Regions from separate parts of the Sus scrofa genome. Here regions 1, 2, 3, 4 and 6 are each linked to region 5. The links are chromatin contacts, called in public HiChIP or PLAC-seq maps. All regions are on one chromosome and are shown on one strand. Each heading gives the region's core, a stretch centred on a gene start, on an enhancer-like site or on the middle of the called end of the contact. The rest is flanking DNA. Distances are from core to core; before and after follow the strand shown.

What was found. HiChIP or PLAC-seq counts read pairs in DNA pulled down with a chosen protein or histone mark.
Region 1: an H3K27ac HiChIP or PLAC-seq map of alveolar macrophages shows a contact between it and region 5. The contact joins two enhancer-like sites. A contact is called at or near these places in 3 of 5 promoter capture datasets (fetal skeletal muscle, liver and skeletal muscle), 1 of 47 Hi-C or Micro-C datasets (heart right ventricle) and 2 of 2 datasets of contacts at active chromatin or transcription factors (alveolar macrophages and skeletal muscle).
Region 2: an H3K27ac HiChIP or PLAC-seq map of alveolar macrophages shows a contact between it and region 5. The contact joins two enhancer-like sites. A contact is called at or near these places in 1 of 5 promoter capture datasets (fetal liver), 1 of 47 Hi-C or Micro-C datasets (embryonic fibroblasts) and 1 of 2 datasets of contacts at active chromatin or transcription factors (alveolar macrophages).
Region 3: an H3K27ac HiChIP or PLAC-seq map of alveolar macrophages shows a contact between it and region 5, with 7 times the contacts expected there. The contact joins two enhancer-like sites. A contact is called at or near these places in 1 of 5 promoter capture datasets (fetal liver), 5 of 47 Hi-C or Micro-C datasets (embryonic fibroblasts and liver) and 2 of 2 datasets of contacts at active chromatin or transcription factors (alveolar macrophages and skeletal muscle).
Region 4: a contact with region 5 is called in an H3K27ac HiChIP or PLAC-seq map of alveolar macrophages. The contact joins two enhancer-like sites. A contact is called at or near these places in 1 of 5 promoter capture datasets (fetal skeletal muscle) and 1 of 2 datasets of contacts at active chromatin or transcription factors (alveolar macrophages).
Region 6: an H3K27ac HiChIP or PLAC-seq map of alveolar macrophages shows a contact between it and region 5. The contact joins two enhancer-like sites. A contact is called at or near these places in 2 of 5 promoter capture datasets (fetal liver and fetal skeletal muscle), 2 of 47 Hi-C or Micro-C datasets (embryonic fibroblasts and fibroblasts) and 2 of 2 datasets of contacts at active chromatin or transcription factors (alveolar macrophages and skeletal muscle).

What each region holds. Positions count from the first base shown.
Region 1 is chr16:43,584,436-43,587,135 of Sscrofa11.1, forward strand. The region is part of intron 13 of CWC27 (CWC27 spliceosome associated protein homolog); the gene reads left to right. The region is part of intron 2 of LOC110257245 (a long non-coding RNA gene); the gene reads right to left. Among named protein-coding and RNA genes, the nearest start is that of CWC27, 240 kb to the left of the region's middle. Within about 2 kb of position 1,281, at least 4 of the 83 cell types and tissues checked have an H3K27ac peak or open chromatin away from gene starts, as enhancers often do. A contact at or near this core is called in alveolar macrophages, where this site is marked.
Region 2 is chr16:43,632,559-43,635,258 of Sscrofa11.1, forward strand. All of the region lies in intron 2 of LOC110257245 (a long non-coding RNA gene), which reads right to left. Among named protein-coding and RNA genes, the nearest start is that of CWC27, 290 kb to the left of the region's middle. Within about 2 kb of position 1,368, at least 13 of the 83 cell types and tissues checked have an H3K27ac peak or open chromatin away from gene starts, as enhancers often do. A contact at or near this core is called in alveolar macrophages, where this site is marked.
Region 3 is chr16:43,741,959-43,744,658 of Sscrofa11.1, forward strand. The region is part of intron 19 of ADAMTS6 (A disintegrin and metalloproteinase with thrombospondin motifs 6); the gene reads right to left. Among named protein-coding and RNA genes, the nearest start is that of ADAMTS6, 270 kb to the right of the region's middle. Within about 2 kb of position 1,298, at least 4 of the 83 cell types and tissues checked have an H3K27ac peak or open chromatin away from gene starts, as enhancers often do. A contact at or near this core is called in alveolar macrophages, where this site is marked.
Region 4 is chr16:43,547,246-43,549,945 of Sscrofa11.1, forward strand. The region is part of intron 13 of CWC27 (CWC27 spliceosome associated protein homolog); the gene reads left to right. Among named protein-coding and RNA genes, the nearest start is that of CWC27, 200 kb to the left of the region's middle. Within about 2 kb of position 1,281, at least 1 of the 83 cell types and tissues checked has an H3K27ac peak or open chromatin away from gene starts, as enhancers often do. A contact at or near this core is called in alveolar macrophages, where this site is marked.
Region 5 is chr16:44,018,421-44,021,120 of Sscrofa11.1, forward strand. All of the region lies in intron 10 of CENPK (centromere protein K), which reads right to left. Among named protein-coding and RNA genes, the nearest start is that of ADAMTS6, 9.0 kb to the left of the region's middle. Within about 2 kb of position 1,306, at least 73 of the 83 cell types and tissues checked have an H3K27ac peak or open chromatin away from gene starts, as enhancers often do. A contact at or near this core is called in alveolar macrophages, where this site is marked.
Region 6 is chr16:43,658,133-43,660,832 of Sscrofa11.1, forward strand. The region is part of intron 2 of LOC110257245 (a long non-coding RNA gene); the gene reads right to left. Among named protein-coding and RNA genes, the nearest start is that of CWC27, 310 kb to the left of the region's middle. Within about 2 kb of position 1,424, at least 6 of the 83 cell types and tissues checked have an H3K27ac peak or open chromatin away from gene starts, as enhancers often do. A contact at or near this core is called in alveolar macrophages, where this site is marked.

The sequences.
Region 1 (2,700 bases), core at 31-2,530, 430 kb before region 5:
TCTGATACAGAGCAGGGTGTGGTTCTTTCAAAGGATCAAATGTGGGTTAAACTCAAAAATTGTTTTGTCTTGCTGAAATTTTTCTTTAAAAACAAAAAAAGCCTGGTTTTGCTTTTCAAATACAAATCTCCTTTCAAGGCCTCCCCCTCCTTCACACACACATTAAAAAAAAAGAAAAAAAAAACCTTAAACCAGATAATTTAAGTTGCTGATCCATAGTCCCTTAAGAATGACAAATTTAATAAGCAGAATTTATTGAGTTGAATTTCCTAAGAATTCTAACAGAACAGAGAAATGAGAAACTGTCAACACAGTATACAGAAGACAAATTATGTAGATGACAAAATTTCACAAACAAAGGCAAGGCATTTCAGCTCAAGTAGAGGAAGGCTGAGGACAATATATGCACAATTTTCCCTACTTTATACCTCAAAGGCTGGGAATCATTAGGCAGTTTAAATGGCCAGTTGAGAAAGATGTGTTGGAATTTCATAGCACAAATTTAGTGGTGGTGGAAATACTTTGCTTTAGGTCTTCAAATATTAGCCTTTTCTCTGGTACTGTGCAATTTGAAAGAAGAGTTACCTGGAGAACTGAAGGGGTTTACAAACATCCACTTGACACTTGAACACTGAGGAGGTTTAGGAAGACCACCCTGCATGCAGTCAAAAATACACTTATAACTATAGTCAGCCCTCCACATATCTGGCTCCTCCCTATCTGTGGTTCCACACCTGCACAACCAACCAACATATGGTGGTGTAGGACCTCCTCTTGTAAAAAATCCACGTATAAAGTGGGCCTACGCATTTCCAACTTGGGTGTTCAAGGGTCAACTCTAATTGCCAAGTATTTTGCAATTATATATTAATATTCAAAGACAAAGGTGAACAAAACCAGGTTTTTAGAGGTTACTAGCTACCCAGAAATTTTGTTTGCTCAGCATTTGCCAAGCCTTGGTGACCAGTGCTGGTACAAAGAGCAATAAAATAGGGCCATCTGAGGTCTAATGAGGGAGACTAAAGAGATGGGCTGGAGAAGACTTTATCCCTGCTGAAAAAAGAGCAGAGCAGGCCAGGAAAGGAATCTGAGACGGGTTCCCAGAGGAGATGCCTCAGCTAATAGAGGGGAGAGAAGTGTATCAACATAAAGAGGCAGCACAGAGGCAAGAGAGAAAGGTTCTATACAGGAAATTGCAAGCAATTCAGGATGTCTAGAACCTAAGATATAAAAAATGACATAGGAGCTTAGAAAGAGGAACAAAAGCCAAATCATAGAGGCTACATAAGAAATTTAGATTTCACTATTTAGATAATGGGGAACCACTGAAGGATTCAAAACAGAACAGTCTTCATGGCTCAATCTGCATTTTTGAAAAATATATGTAACAGAAAAGACCTGAATATCATCATCAATCACAAAGCACTCCTTTAGTAATCTGAAGCCTGAGAAGAGACTGCCAGACATCCACCCTTACAGGGGCAGGCTGTGGGCACTTGGCTCTGCCCTCTGGGACCTCCAGCTGAATGAAGTGTCCCTAGGTAGCATCCTCATATTGGGAAGTATAAGGAGAAACTGGGACTAATTCCACAGAGTAATGATTAAAGGCAGTAGAGGGATACAGATTTACAATGAAAATTAATTGCTTTTTTTTTCTTATCAAGTGTTCACCTAATAGAGAGGTGCCTTTTCCCAAAGCGACTCCCACATGGCTCAAGACATTTTTGAAACTTTTGTAATTGCTTTGAAGACCAGCCTGGGAGCCACACAAATAATAGTTGCATTTTCTCTTTATAGTTGCATTTTCAATATTTTGTATTCCAAAAAAAGCACTACCCAGTCTGATTTTTTATCCTATTCACTAGACTTAGTGCTAAGTTAACTTTTGATTTACTCCTAAAGTTAAATACATCTTCACAAGATGAAAGTTTGTTATCTCTGAAGACATTCAATCAAGTACCTGATCAGCTGCTTGCCAGCTACAAGTTTCTTGGCCATGGCTCTCAGGTTGCCTGTGAAATGGGGGTTATAAAACATCTTTCTTGCCTACCCCAGATGTTATTGTGAAGATAATACCAGACATGAGAGCTCTTTGTAGAACATTCTGTCAGAGGATGCTCTTCTTATTGCTGCCTCAGACTTCGCAGGCAGTTCCAAAATGTTCATTTGTTCTGGTGCCAGTCTGTGTGTTCAACTCCCTAAAAAACTGCACTTTAGGAGAGCAAGACCTGAATCATATTTGGCTTCCTTTCCCTGGTGTCTGACATTGGATCTCGCACATTAAAAAAAAAAGGCTTCGATGTTTGTTGAATGAATAACTGATTCTAGCTCCTTGCCTTATCCTCAAACTATATTTAAGAAATGGATAATACACTTGAGATTATTCAGTTAAAATAGGCTCAGAAGCCACTTAAGTTCTTTAAGTATGTGAATGGTTTGTCAATAGGAACCAGCTGTTCATCTCTGAAGAGGCAAGAACAAATGGCTGATGAAACCAATCAATCTGAAAGTGTAAAAGTTCTTTATCTTTAGTGCTGTGGTCTTAACTTTGTATTTTTAAATCACCAGTAAAAACTTTTACTTAATGATGCTGGCACCCCATCCTGGGACAATTAAATCAGTACTTCTATAGATAGAGTCCTGGCATTGATAGTTTTAAAGACTACCTGGGTGATTCTAATATGCAGCCTGTATTTGTTG
Region 2 (2,700 bases), core at 118-2,617, 390 kb before region 5:
CAATATGATATGTTCTTTCCACTTTTGAGGCTTGGTAAAGCCACCCCAAATTTAAGCCAGAAATGTAGCCGCTGGCCAACACTGACAGAGCGTCCTCAAGCTCTTCCAGCATCAGGAGCTCAGGTGTGCCAGTCGTGGCTCCTCGCACCCCTCCTTCTACCTCTTCACAGACCTCAGTTACTGTAAACTGGCTGCAGCAGCAACATAAGGCAGCCTCCCCTGAATTCAGCCCCATGAGTCATGAGCTGCTGAGTTCACATCCCTAGTGAGATTTCCTGAAATTGTGTACATTGGTGTGTCTATAAAGTTGGGCCACGGTGGGGGTGACAGTCAGGGCAAGTCATGTCACTTCCCGGAGGAGTCCTCACTCCTGGCACTGCGGGCTCATTCCAAACTGGGAAGCCAGACCTAGATTCAAATCCTGGTTCAGCCACACGCCATTGTGTGACCTCAGACAAGCTAAGCCTCCAGTCCTCACCAGGAATATTCCCTGTAAAATGAAGATGAGAGTGACTACTTTGAAGGGTGGTTGAAAGGATTAACCACGGTTATATAAAGAGCCTAGCATGCAGCAAGTATTCAGAAATCAACAGTAACTGTTAATAATCACATTTTGTAGGATTCAAGCCTCAGGGTATTGGGCTGCATGATTTCAGAGTTTCTAGAGCACAGCCAGCCATTGAGGCTGACCTGCAGTTTCTTGCCAGCCCAGCAATGACAGCAGGCTGGTGTTGGGGAAGGTAGTGGCAATACCCCACAAAACTCCTGAGACTCTCCTGTTTCTCTGCTCCCCATAAGACAGCAGGGAGGTTAAAGGCACACTTTTTTCCTCGGTTCACCCTTTCTTTGGGCAAAGGCACAGACTCTCCAGATTCAGGAAACCCTTCTGTCTTCTCTATGAGACATTTTTTACTATTTTTCCTAGGCTAATATTGAATACATAATTTTATAATTAGCACTTCCCAGTCACCATCTCCAACTGCTCTACAACCCCCTTGGGAAATGTGATGTGATAAAAGCTTTAATACTCCCCACCCCACCCCACTTTGCCACAACCCCCTCCCCCCAGCAGAGCCAGCTGAGAAGGGCACAGAAGGAGCTGTCTCCTCATTCCTAGAGGGTCATTTCCTCACTCACTGCAGTGGATGATATCTCAATCCAACTACAGTCTTTGTTCTGGAATCATTCCAGACAGGGAGGCTCAGCTGTAATGCACACACAGTTCACCTCTCAGGCCTACGAGCTAAAAATCCCCTCCACAGTTGTGCCTTGAACTGCAGGAGTGCCAGGAGAAAACAGGACGCTGCAAGGCTCCTCAAGGATAATCCTTCGGGATTTAAGCAATCTTCCCAGCCAGACGTTACAATGTGCTAACACCCTTGTGAGTCATGAACTAACTCATGGTCAATTCTGTTTGGAGAACAGGATGAATAATTGAGAGTAACTGGGTGTTTGCCTGAATGTGGGCCTAACCCAGTATTTATTCTGTTTTCTTGTCTCTTTTTGCCTAAAACAAACATGTCTAGTTTCCCATCTTCCTCTGCATTCCCTGCCTAATCCTTCACTGGCTCTTAGAGGAAAGTTCAAAGTCTTTAACATAGTCTGAAGACCCTGTAGGATGGCCCTGCCTATTTCCCTGGTATCTCTATTGCTGGATGTGAAGGCAGCCACATCTGTGGGGGATGGGGGCGGGGGTGGTGGTGAAATATGTGCCTAAAGGCTTTAAACTTAATTTTCTTTCATTTTTTTCTTTTGGAATAATTTTAGACTTATGGACACGTTGTAAAAATAAAACAAGAGTTCTTCCATTGCGTTATACCAGCTTCCCTTAATATTAACACCTTATATAACCATAGTCCAATGATCAAAACTAGGAAAATCACAATGGTACCATACTCCTAACTAAACTACAGCCTATATTTGAATTTCAATGAGTTTGCCACTAACATCCTTTTCTGTTCCAGGATCCAATCTGAGATCCCACATTATGTTTTGTTGATGTGACTTTTTAGTTTAATCTGTGACAATTTGTCAGTCATGCATTGTCTTTTACTTTTGAAGAGTATCGGTCAGTTACTTTGTAGAATGTCTCTCAGTTTGGGATTTGTCTAGTGTTTTCTCATGGGTAGATTGAGATTATGTACTTTTTGACAAAAATGCCACAAAAGTGATGTCACACTCGATGCATCATATCCAGGGGTGTATGATGTCGATATGTCTTATTACTGCTGATGTCAATCTTGATTACTGACTACAATTATCCTCCTTATGCTTAATTTCTAAACATAACTGTTCCTCTTCTCTATCCTAATTCTTTTGGTGAACTTATCCTTTCTCACTGGTTTGAATATCACCTATATACCCCAAACATAACAAAATTTATGTGTTTATTTTGGATCTCTCTTTTAAACTGGAACCCGTACGTCCAACTTTCAAGTTGGTTATCTAATAAGGATCTCAAACCTAATATTTAAAACTAAACTCCTTAAATCTCCAGTAGTCTTTTACATCTTAGTGAATGGCAATCCATCTTTTTAATAGCTCAAACCACAAATCTTGGTGGTATTCTTTCATTCCTTTCTTTCTTGCTCACTACATCCAACCCATCAGAAAGTGCTGCTGGCTTGGTATTAAAAATCTGTCCAGGTTCTAACCACTTCTCACCACCTTCTCAGCTACTGCCCTGAAGTGAGTCACCAC
Region 3 (2,700 bases), core at 48-2,547, 280 kb before region 5:
AGTGCTAAGAGTTGTAACTCGAATTCACTTAATTCGTCATGACTCCAGCTTCTTAAAAATTAGAAATTAGGGTATTTGGGGTGCATTTAAGTTTCCTAACTTCAGAATGCTATCTTTTTATGAAGTAAAAATTAAAGTCCTTAAATAAACAGCTGAAATAACTATTTTAAAAAGATGTATTTTCCTTGCATTCATCTTTTATTAATTTTCTCCTAAAAAGTCATATTAGACAGTGGGGTATTTAACACTCAAAAACTTACTATACCAGTAATCTATTCCAAATCTTCCTAAAATGCTGAACTATCTCCATCAACAGCATACAAATCTCCTTCCAACTTTTACTCTCACATTTGGCAGGTCCATAGATTTTTCTTTTTTTTTTTTAAGTCAGTGGCAACAGAGTAACTCTAAACCAATGCACCTAATTGGATGGATTTTTCAACACATACTTTTGGATTAAGGAAAATCCAGCTTTTAGCATTAAAGAGTAGAAAACACAAGTCAATTGGAAATAATATAAACTAAGTCAACAAGAGAAATGATTGAGTTTAGAATCTTTTACTATGATCAGCCTCTTGTACACAGCTTCTTTTAAAGTAATCTGTAAAACATTGCTAAGAAATTGACCTAAATCCTTTTGGGAATAATTACATCCAGTTACACAAAACCACTATGCTTTCGAACCTAAAGACTTACAGTTTATAACCCAAAACATAAAACGTCAGTCAGTATATGCCTAATCAAAAACAAAATTCTGATGGCTTAGTGCCCATATCCCCCGGAGAGAAGCAGATGTTTAGCAGACTTAATCAGTCAAATTTTAAAATGCACTAATTATATTTTATTCTTAAACACCTAAGTTACTGGCACACAAATTCTGTACCTATGCTGTTTTTAAAGGCAATTCCTCTTCCATGCTTGAAAAAATTTAATGGTTTCATATTAGAAATTTAATTACAAAGATGCTATTATCAATATATATTTCACTTTAAACTCTCTAAAATGAGTGTATCTTGTTTAGAGACTTAATTTGCTTATCATTTTGATTCTTTGTTACCAAAGATGGTTCTCAACATGGAAATGTAGCCTTTATTTTTAGCCTGGAAGTTTAAATTTGTCAGATCTTACCTTTAGCTTCTGACAATAAAAGTTAAAAGTTACAGATGATCTATTTGCTCAACAAAGGTTCTGTTGTCCACTGGGAGGAAGGACAACCCAACTTGAATCACTGCTCAAGCTACACATGAAGAAATGGCTTTTAGTATTTATTGTGAAATAGCTTATTCCATAGGACAATGAGCAAGAAGTCTACCAAGCTGTAGGCAAGTCCATCTGCTATGCTTACTCTAAGAAATGGTCATGGTTCAAGAATACTCAGTCTTTTGCTCAACAGCTGCCAGTCTTGAGTGTAGGCTCAGACCATAGCTCCTCTTCATTTCTTGCCTGCTTTTCAGTTCCTCCTCTACTCTTATAAGCTAATCAAAGTTCTCATGTCCCATCTTTCTTCTTTCAGATAATTAAATCATTTTATAAATTCATGTGTAACAATATTTAGCAATTTATTGCTTTTCTCAGGGCACTTCATCACTTTAAAAGTAGAGAGATAGGGCACTCAATGAACAAAAATTACCACTTAAATTTCATTTGAAAGGAATTCTATGTATTAAACCAACAAGGATGTGGGACAAGTGCAGAAGAAAGGCCTTCTAGGTCTTCTCAAATCTAGTCATAAGACCCAGCATTTCAGTCCTGGACCATTAAATTGGTAAGAAAACAGTCTATAACCACATGTGGGTAAGTCAGTGAAGGAAAGAAAGAGAGGAAGGTGTAACTCTGGGATTGATGGCCTAATAAACATCAAGAAAATTTAATCTATTGGCAAAGCACATCTTATCTACCCAAGAAACAGTTTTCAGAAGGGGGTGGGGATTAATAAGTCAGAGCTTATAGTAAAAATGTGGTTGGTGGCTAAGGCAAAAATTTGCTTAACCACAGCATTCAAAGTAGTTAGCAACCAAGACAACACTACATAACCACAGAATACAGAGCATATGGCCAACAATATTAATTTAATCTAAATCTTCAGTGCAGATAGCATCCAGAAAGCAAGCGCCAGGAAAAAAAAAAAAAAAAAAAAAAAAGGTCTCTCTGCTCTGCCTTTCATGGCTGGAATCTGGCTGCTGTGCTGTGTGATTATTGGCCAGACATAAGCTTTGGAGGGCAGAGCAAAGCCCATCTGCCTTGGATCTAACAGCTGGCATCAGGGTACCAATCAGTTCCACCCATTTGCTTCCTTCCTCTGAAGAACGTCCTGCTAGTTTTTAATCTTCCAAAGGCCTTCTTCCTCTGCCTTTCCAGTGTCTTCCCTTCTGTTTTAGCAAAATTAAACTCTCCAGGAAGCAGGATTAAGAAAAGGGAAATGTGGCTTTAAAATATATACATTTCTAGAGTAATTGTGTTTAGTGATGGTAAGGTAGGATGAAGAATACATACAATGCATTTATATGAAATCACACTATTTCTGGAAGGAATTTCTAGTACTCATTATATAGGAACAGTAATCTCTTCAATGGAAAGTGTCTAACTTAGTTAATTCATTGAACTTCTACTATGTCTAAGTCTTGGGTTTTACTATCATAGGGAGAAAATGAGTGAGACAGATGCAACCTAAACAAGATTACACTAATAATGAGGGGAGGG
Region 4 (2,700 bases), core at 31-2,530, 470 kb before region 5:
ATTTTATTTTTCTTCTCTGATTACTGTAGTTAAGACTTCCAAAACTATGTTGACTACAAGTGGACATTCTTGTCTTGTTCCTGATCTTAGCAGAAATACTTTCAGCTTTTCATCATTGAGAATAACATTAATTGTGGGTTTGTCATACACGGGCTTTATTATGTTGAGGTCAGTTCCCTCTATGCCCAGTTTCTGGTGGGTTTTTATCATATGTAGGTATTGAATTTTGTCAAAATATGCATTTTGCAGATGACTATATGGTTTTTTTCTTCAATTTGTTATTGTATATCACACTGATTGATTTGTGGATATTGAAGAATCATTGCATTTGAATAAATCCCACTTTATCATTGTGTATGATCCTGTTAATGTATTGCTACATTTGGTTTGCTATTTTGTTGAGAATTTCTGTATCTTATTGGCCTGGTTTTTTGGGGGGTTGTTTTTGTTTTGCTTTTTGGGGCCACACTTGTGGCACATGGAAGTTCCCAAGCTAGGGGTCAAATCAGAGCTACAGCTGCCAGCCTATGCCACAGCCACAGCAATGTGGGATCCAAGCCGTGTCTGCAAACCTACATCATAGTTCATGGCAACGCCAGATCCTTAATCCACTGAGCAAGACCAGGGATCAAACCTACCTCCTCATGGATACTAGTTGGGTTCATTACTGCTAAACCACAACAGGAACTCCTGGTTTTGGTTGTTGGGTTTTTTTGTAATTTTCTTTTTTTTTTTTTTTTTTTTTTTTTGGTGTCTTTAGCTTTGGTATCAGGGTGATGGTGGCTTATAGAATGAATCTGGAAGTGTTCCTTCCTCTGTAATTTTTATGGAAGCACTTCAGAAAGATAGGTGTTACCTCTTCTCTAAATGACAGAATTCACCTGTGAAGCCATCAGGTCCTGGACTTTTGTTTTTTGCAGGTTTTTAAATCACAGTTTCACTTTCATTAATTGTGGTAGGTCTGTTCATCTTTTCTACCTGGTTCAGGCTTTGAAAGTTTTACCTTTCTAAGAATTTGTCCATTTCTTCTAGGTTGTCCATTTTATTGGCAATTTTTAGGTTGTCCATTTTGTTTGCAGTTGCTTATAGTAAGTCTCTCTTATTTTATTTTTATGGATGCACCTTCGCATATGGAAGTTCCTGGCTAGGTGTCAAATTGGAGCCACAGCTGCAGTCCTACACTACAGCTACAGCAACACTGGATCTGAACTGCATCTATTAACTATGTCATAGCTTGTTGCAGTACAGGATCCTTAACACATTGAGCAAGGCCAGGGATCAAACCACATCCTCACAGAGATTACACTGGGTTCTTAACCCACTGAGACACAACAGGAACACCATGTAGTAGTCTCATGATCCTTTGTATTTCTGTGGTGTCAGTTGTAATTTCTCCTTTTTCATTTCTAATTTTATTGATTGGAGCCCTCTACCTTTTTTGTCTTGATGAATCTGGCTAAAGATTTGTCTATTTTGTTTACCTTTTCAAAGAACCAGTTTTAATTTCATTGATCTTTTTCTGTTATTTTGTCTCTATCTCATTTATTTCTCCTCTGATCTTTATGATTTCTTTCCTTTTACTAACTTTGAGTTTTGTTTGTTCTTCTTTCTCTTTTTGATGTAGGTGTAAGGTTATATTTTTTATTTGGGATTTTTCTTATTTCCTGAGGTGATATTTTATTGCTGTAAACTTTTGTGTTAAATCTACTTTTTTGATGTGCTCCCATAGGTTTTGGATTGTCATATATTCATTGCCATTGGTTTCTAGGCTTTTTTTTATTTCCCCTTTGACTTCTTCAGTAATCCATTGGTTGTTTAGTAGCATATTCCTGAGCTTCCATCTGTTGTTGTTGTTTTCCTTGTGGTTGAGTTCTAATCTCATAGTGTGATCAGAAAAAAATAAAATGCTTGCTATGATTTCAATTTCCTTAAATTTACTGAGGCTTCATTTGTGGCCCAGGATGTGATGTGATCTGTCCTGGAGAACATTCCATGGGCACTTGAGAAGAATATGTATTTTTCTGCTTTCAGTTGGAATGTTCTATAAATATAAATTAGGTTTATCTGGTCTAAAGTGTCATTTAAGGCCTGTGTTTCTTTACTGACTTTCTTTTTGGATTATCTATTGATGTGAGTGGGGTATTAAAGTACCCCAAATTACTCTCAGTTTCTCCTTTTATGCCTGTTAGAAGTTGCCTTATATATTATGATGCTCCTATGTTGGGGAGTATCCTTTGTTTCTTGTAACATTCTTTATTTTAAAGTCTATTTTTTCTGATATAAATATTGCTACTCCAGCTTTCGTTTGATTTCCATTTTCATGGAATATCTTTTTCCATTCACTTACTGTTACTCTATCTGTCCCTAGATCTGAAGTAGTGTCTTCTACACAGCATATATATGAGTCTTGTCCTTGTATCCATTCATCCAGTCTGTGTCTTTTGGTTGGAACACTTAATCCATTTATATTCAAGGTTGTTATTGATATGTATGTACTTATTGCCATTTTCATAATTGTTTTAGATTTATTATTCTTGGACTGTTTTCTTCCCTTCCTCTTTTGTAGTCTTGTGATTTGATGACTATCTTTAGTGTTGTATTTGGATTGATTTTTCTTTTTAATTTTTTTTTTTTTTTTTTTTGTCTTTTGTTGTTGTTGTTGTTATTTCTTGGGCCGCTCCCGCGGCATATGGAGGTTCC
Region 5 (2,700 bases), core at 56-2,555:
GAATTTTGATCACATATAGCATATATACAGACATATCCTAATGTTCAAGGCTCCAAAGGGTTATGAGTCTAGCAAGTCCCAAGTGGCCAAGAGTAAATCAAAAACACACGTTTCCATCTCTTTGATTAGCCTATTAAGAGCTTAACATATCCTAGAGCATCAGGACTATAGCTAGTACATTAATTCTGCCCTCTGAGCCAAGGCATAAAATATGCACTTGTCTGACTACTTAAGAGACTGACTTTAAACTATAAAATGCAGGTTTTTCTTTAAGAAAACTAGAAATCAGTTAGAAAGATAACACCATTACTACTTTCCCGATTACTATCTGGTGACTAAAGACCACAAAAAATCATAAGTCATATTTCACAAAACATGTCTATATTCGTATAATAAACGTATATATTTTTGCATCATAAAATATTTGCAAGACCCACAATTCTCCAACCCCCGACTAGTCTGGAGTTAAAAGATTTCTATCTGTAAAATGAGTTCAGTCAAGCTCACTCATTGCCATTTAAAAAAAAAGAAAAAAAAAAAAAAAAAAAAAAAAACACCACACACAGAAAAAAAAGTTTTCTACGCGTTATTCGGAAGACAAGCAAAGCACAAGTTTTAATTTAAAAAAAAAAAAAGGTTTCATTGAATATTGTGAAGTCTTCCTTACCGTTTTCATCTTCAAATTCTGATAAAAAGTAAGTTTCAAACAATAGAGATTGCACTGGACGACTCACGTACTCCCTCTCCTCTCTTAACTTTTTTTTCTGCCCCCCTTTGCAAAGCCACAGCAGTCAGTTAGTTATTCTGCAGCCAGAATAAAACCCTATAGTCTGGCTAACCCGGGCTTTAGAGAACGGACTTTCCGACTTGGCAGAAAAAGAGATGCCTTCAATACATCCAGGCTATCATCCTGAGATGCTGTCTTTACAAACCCACTTTCTCTCCCGCAACTCCCCCCCTCCAAAAAAAAAAAAAAAAAAAAAAAAAGGAAAGAAAAAAAAGAAAGGAAGGAAGGGAAAAAAAGACTTATTGGGGGTGGAAGTGGTGCCCTCTTCCTGGACAGCTTAGTGCCTTTGCTATGCAAATAACATGTGAAGAGCATCAAAAGGTATCAGGAGAAAAGAAGACAAGAGGAGCAGGAAGGGCAGCAAAGTTTTGTTGAAGTAGCCCTAGATCTCACTACCGGCCCCCAGCCAACTTGAATTGCAGCAGGAGAAAATTTTGGCAGCTTTTCCTCGGAGGCAGAGCACACTGACGTCAGTCTGCAGATGTGCCGGGCTGCGTCGGGTGCGCATGTGTCCTGGGCCGTCACGTGGAGGGGGAGGGGAGGTAGAGGTACAATCAGGGTAACCAACTACCAGCCATTCAGAAGGGCTTAGACAATGTCAACTTTTCCACCCTGTGAATGAGAGAAATTCTGGCCCTTCTAACCTCAGTGCCCTTACCCACTCCTCCAGTTTTCCTCCTCCTCCTCTAACCTCTTTAGAAAGTCTAGCCTGGTTTGTGATTAGTTGTTTCTTGGGAAGGAGGAGGAAGGATGAATGGCTTTAGAACTAATGTCACTACTGAGATCTCCGGTGCCCCTCTCCGTGTATTTTTTTTAAAGTCCACACAACAATAATGTTAAAAGTTGCACATAAACACTGTCTTTGAGGAAACTATAGCAAACTTCAATGGAAGATTCAAGTCTCGGTAGCTACACATGCAAAAAATGCCTGTGTTTGGGGGGGGGGTTGTTTTTTGTTTTTTTAATATACCTCAATGAGTAATATTGCCAGCAAAAGGGAGAGTAGACTAAAATAAACTGAGACCAGCACATTTTCCATCTGATTACTGACTTAAGGTTATGTGGGGCTTTAAAAAAAAAGGGGGGGGGGGGAGTGGGGGAGGAGAGGGAGCCGGGGAAGAGAGAAAAGCTTGCATTATTTCCAGATGAGAATGAGACTGGATGGTGTTTTAAAGTGCAACCGGGGGAAGCTACAAGTGGAGTGTATTTTTTTAAGACAGTACATTGAATGAAACCTCAATGACTGCCCAAACGAAAATAAATCCGAAGGCAGACCCCCAAAGGGGGAGAGGAGCAGGAACCCTGCTGCGATCTCAAGATAAACAAACAAAACCTCAAAACTGGTTCTTCAAGCTTCCCAGTCCAACCCCCTCCCCCTCAACTACTTACACACCAGCTGCCAGTCCATACTTTAAGGATAAAACACGGCTACAACGTAGCACTTTCACTTTCATTTGCTGTGAGAAAGCCACTGGAATTAAACTGTGGGGGAAATGCCCAAATCTGTTTTCCATGTCCTAAGCAAGCAAACAAAGTCTGGCACACAAATCGGAAACAGGAAAAAATGTGAAAATAGCTCAGGACAAATGTCGCCTTTCAGCGGTGTAATCTGCTGCATCATTTATCTATCTCTATGGTTGAGAGTAGGGTAGGGAGAGGTTTAAGAGTTTCCGAAGGGGGGCGGCCGGGAGGGGGGAGGGGGGACGGGAATTGACGCCTTGAAATTCCAGTTCACAGTTAAGGCCAAGTCAATTTCCGATGGCCAGAACCAGAAAGGGGAATTGGACGGGAGGGAAGGGGATGGGGAGGGGAGCCTTTCTGAGTATCAGCTCTTAAGTTTCATCCTTCTGTTAACGTTATTGCTCATTTGACATTTTTTTTCCCTTCCTACACCGGAGGTAGTAGGTGTAATT
Region 6 (2,700 bases), core at 174-2,673, 360 kb before region 5:
TAGACCTACCACATGATCCAGCAATATCACTCCTAGGTATAGATCTGGAAAGACAAAAACTCTAATTTGAAAAGATAGATGCACCCCAATATTCAAAGCACTATTTACAATACCCAAGACATGGGAGCGACCTAAATGTCCATCAACAGATGAATGAATAAAGAAGATATGGTATATTACTCAGCCATAAAGGAATGAAATGGAATATTACTCAGCCATAAAAGAATGAAATGTCACTTGCAGCAACATGCATAGACCTAGGGATTATCACACTAAGTGAAGTAAGTCAGAGAAAGACAAACATCATATGATATCACTTATATGTGAAATCTTAAAAAAAAAAAGATGCAAATGAACTTATGTCCAAAACGGAAAAAGATTCATAGACATAGAAAACAAACTTATGATTACCAAAGGGAAAACACTGGTGGGAGGAAATGCAAATTAGGAGTTTGGGATATATATAAAATAGATAACCAACAAAGACCTACTCTGCAGGATAGAAAACTATACTCTATTTTATAATAACTTATAATGGAAAAGAATTTGAAAAAGAATATATCTGTATAACTAAACCACTGTGTTTTACTCCTGAAACATGATATATATTATAAATCAACTACACTTCAATTAAAAAAAAAGAAAGGATTTACTTTCTCACAGTTCTGGAGGCTAGAAATCCAAGATCAAAGTGTCAGAAGCCTTGGTTGCTTCTGAGGGCTGTGAAGGAGAATCAGTTCCATGCCTCTCTCCTTGCTTCTGGCAGCCTCAGTCATTCCTAGGCTTGTATGTGATGTTCTCCCTGGGTCTTCATGTTGTCTTTCCTCTCTACAAGTCTATATACCTCCAAATGTACCCTTTTTATAAGGACACCAGTTGTTTCGGGTTAAGGCTCACTCTAGTGACCCCATCTTAACTTGATCATCTACAAAAACTGTATTTCCAAGTAAGGTCACATTCACAGGGACTCAGGGTTAGGACTTCATCTTTTTAGGGGAGGGACACAATTCAATCCTTAATACAACCCTTGACCTGTCAACTTGAAAATGATTAGTTATTAGTGAAGCAAACCAGGAATTTCAGGCATGGGTGTGTGACACAATCTGCTTAAGGAACAACATGCTTCTCAGTAACCATGGTTGAAGAATAAGGAAAAGTAAGGAAGTAGGAAGAGCTACTAAAAAAGTAGGGAGATCTCAAAATGCTGCAACAGAGTTGAACTTTTATTCTATAGGCGATGGGGAACCAAAAGAAAGCTTCCGGCCTTTGGTGACATGGTCAGGTTTTCAGCTCCCGAGAAGCAAGATGTAGAGTAGCCTGAGTTGGCTTTGGAGCCAAGTCACCAGTTAAGAGGCCACTACCTTGGTCTCAGTGGGAGATAATGAGAGCCTGAGTAAGGATGACTAAGGGTGGAGGAAATGAGAGTCACAAGGAAATGATGACAGATGCCAACCCTGGAGCTTGTTTAAATCCTAGGCTTGTTGCTCAGTCCACTTATGTGGGGAAATACCTACCTCAGGGGGAGCACATTAGCCTTGAGGGTTGTGTTCCTTCAAGGACAGAAAGTCTGGTCCAAAAAGAGAGCAAGACAAAGGGGGCACTTCCCCTCTACACCAACCCCTGGAAACCAACCTACAGAGCTGACTGGCAAAATTCAGACAAAGCAGCAGCAGGAGAAACACTCAAGACTCTCCTGGGATTCAGATCAAAGAACAAAGAGGAAGAACCTGGATTGAAGGGCAGTCTCTATCTAACCAGAAACTTTAGGAATTAATTCAGAATCTTATCTTCCCCAAACCTTGGAGGTAAGCCAGCTCTTAAAGAAAGGTATTGGAAGAAAAACACCCAAGTATCAAATGGCTCAGCAGATCTGATAAACATGTGTGCTCTCTGAGAGGTTGGACTGCTCTGGACACCCTGTCATGTCTGGGGAGTTAGAGGGGATTGTTCTAATTTGTGTTCAATCTCACTTTTTGTAAGCCCTTGGTTCTGCATCCACTCACCTACTGAACACAAGGTAAGGCAGCATTGGACTATGGTAAGGCCTTCCTGGAGGAGGTGCAGGAAATCCCAGCTACGCATGGGTCTCATCTGGTCCCTTGAGTCAAAGCCAAAGTCCTCTCCTGGGGAGAGGGGACAGATGGACTTGAAAGGCAAAGAGAAATGATATGGCAATGAGAAATGAGAACTTTTTCATCATCTCAGCCTGCTAACTTAGATATTTTTTCTGTAGAAGGCCAGATAGTAAATATTTTAGGTTTCATGGGCCACATGCAGTCTCTATCTCCTTTGCTTTCAGTGGCTTTTTTTTTTTTTTTTAACAATGCTTTAAAAATATAAACAATCATTTTTAGATTTGGACTGTACAAAAGTAGGCTGAAGGTCACAGCTTGCCAACCCCTGGCTTAAAGCAGACCCCTGATGCCACAGACAGAAACAGATAGGCAATTTGTTTTGCTTAATACTTTGAAGACATCTGAGTTTTCTATTCTCACCTCTTCCTACCACAGAGTCTGATTAATTGGATTCTTGCAGGTAGCTGATTTGTTTGAGCGCTAAGAATTCAGGAGCAAGGCTTGTGTGGCCCGCCCCCCTGATGAACATCAGGGTCTCAGGACCACCATGAGTGTCTTCCACTCACTGCCCTAAAGCCGTGCACACTATTCAGGAGAGAGGAGCCCCACCAAGAGGCAGATGGGA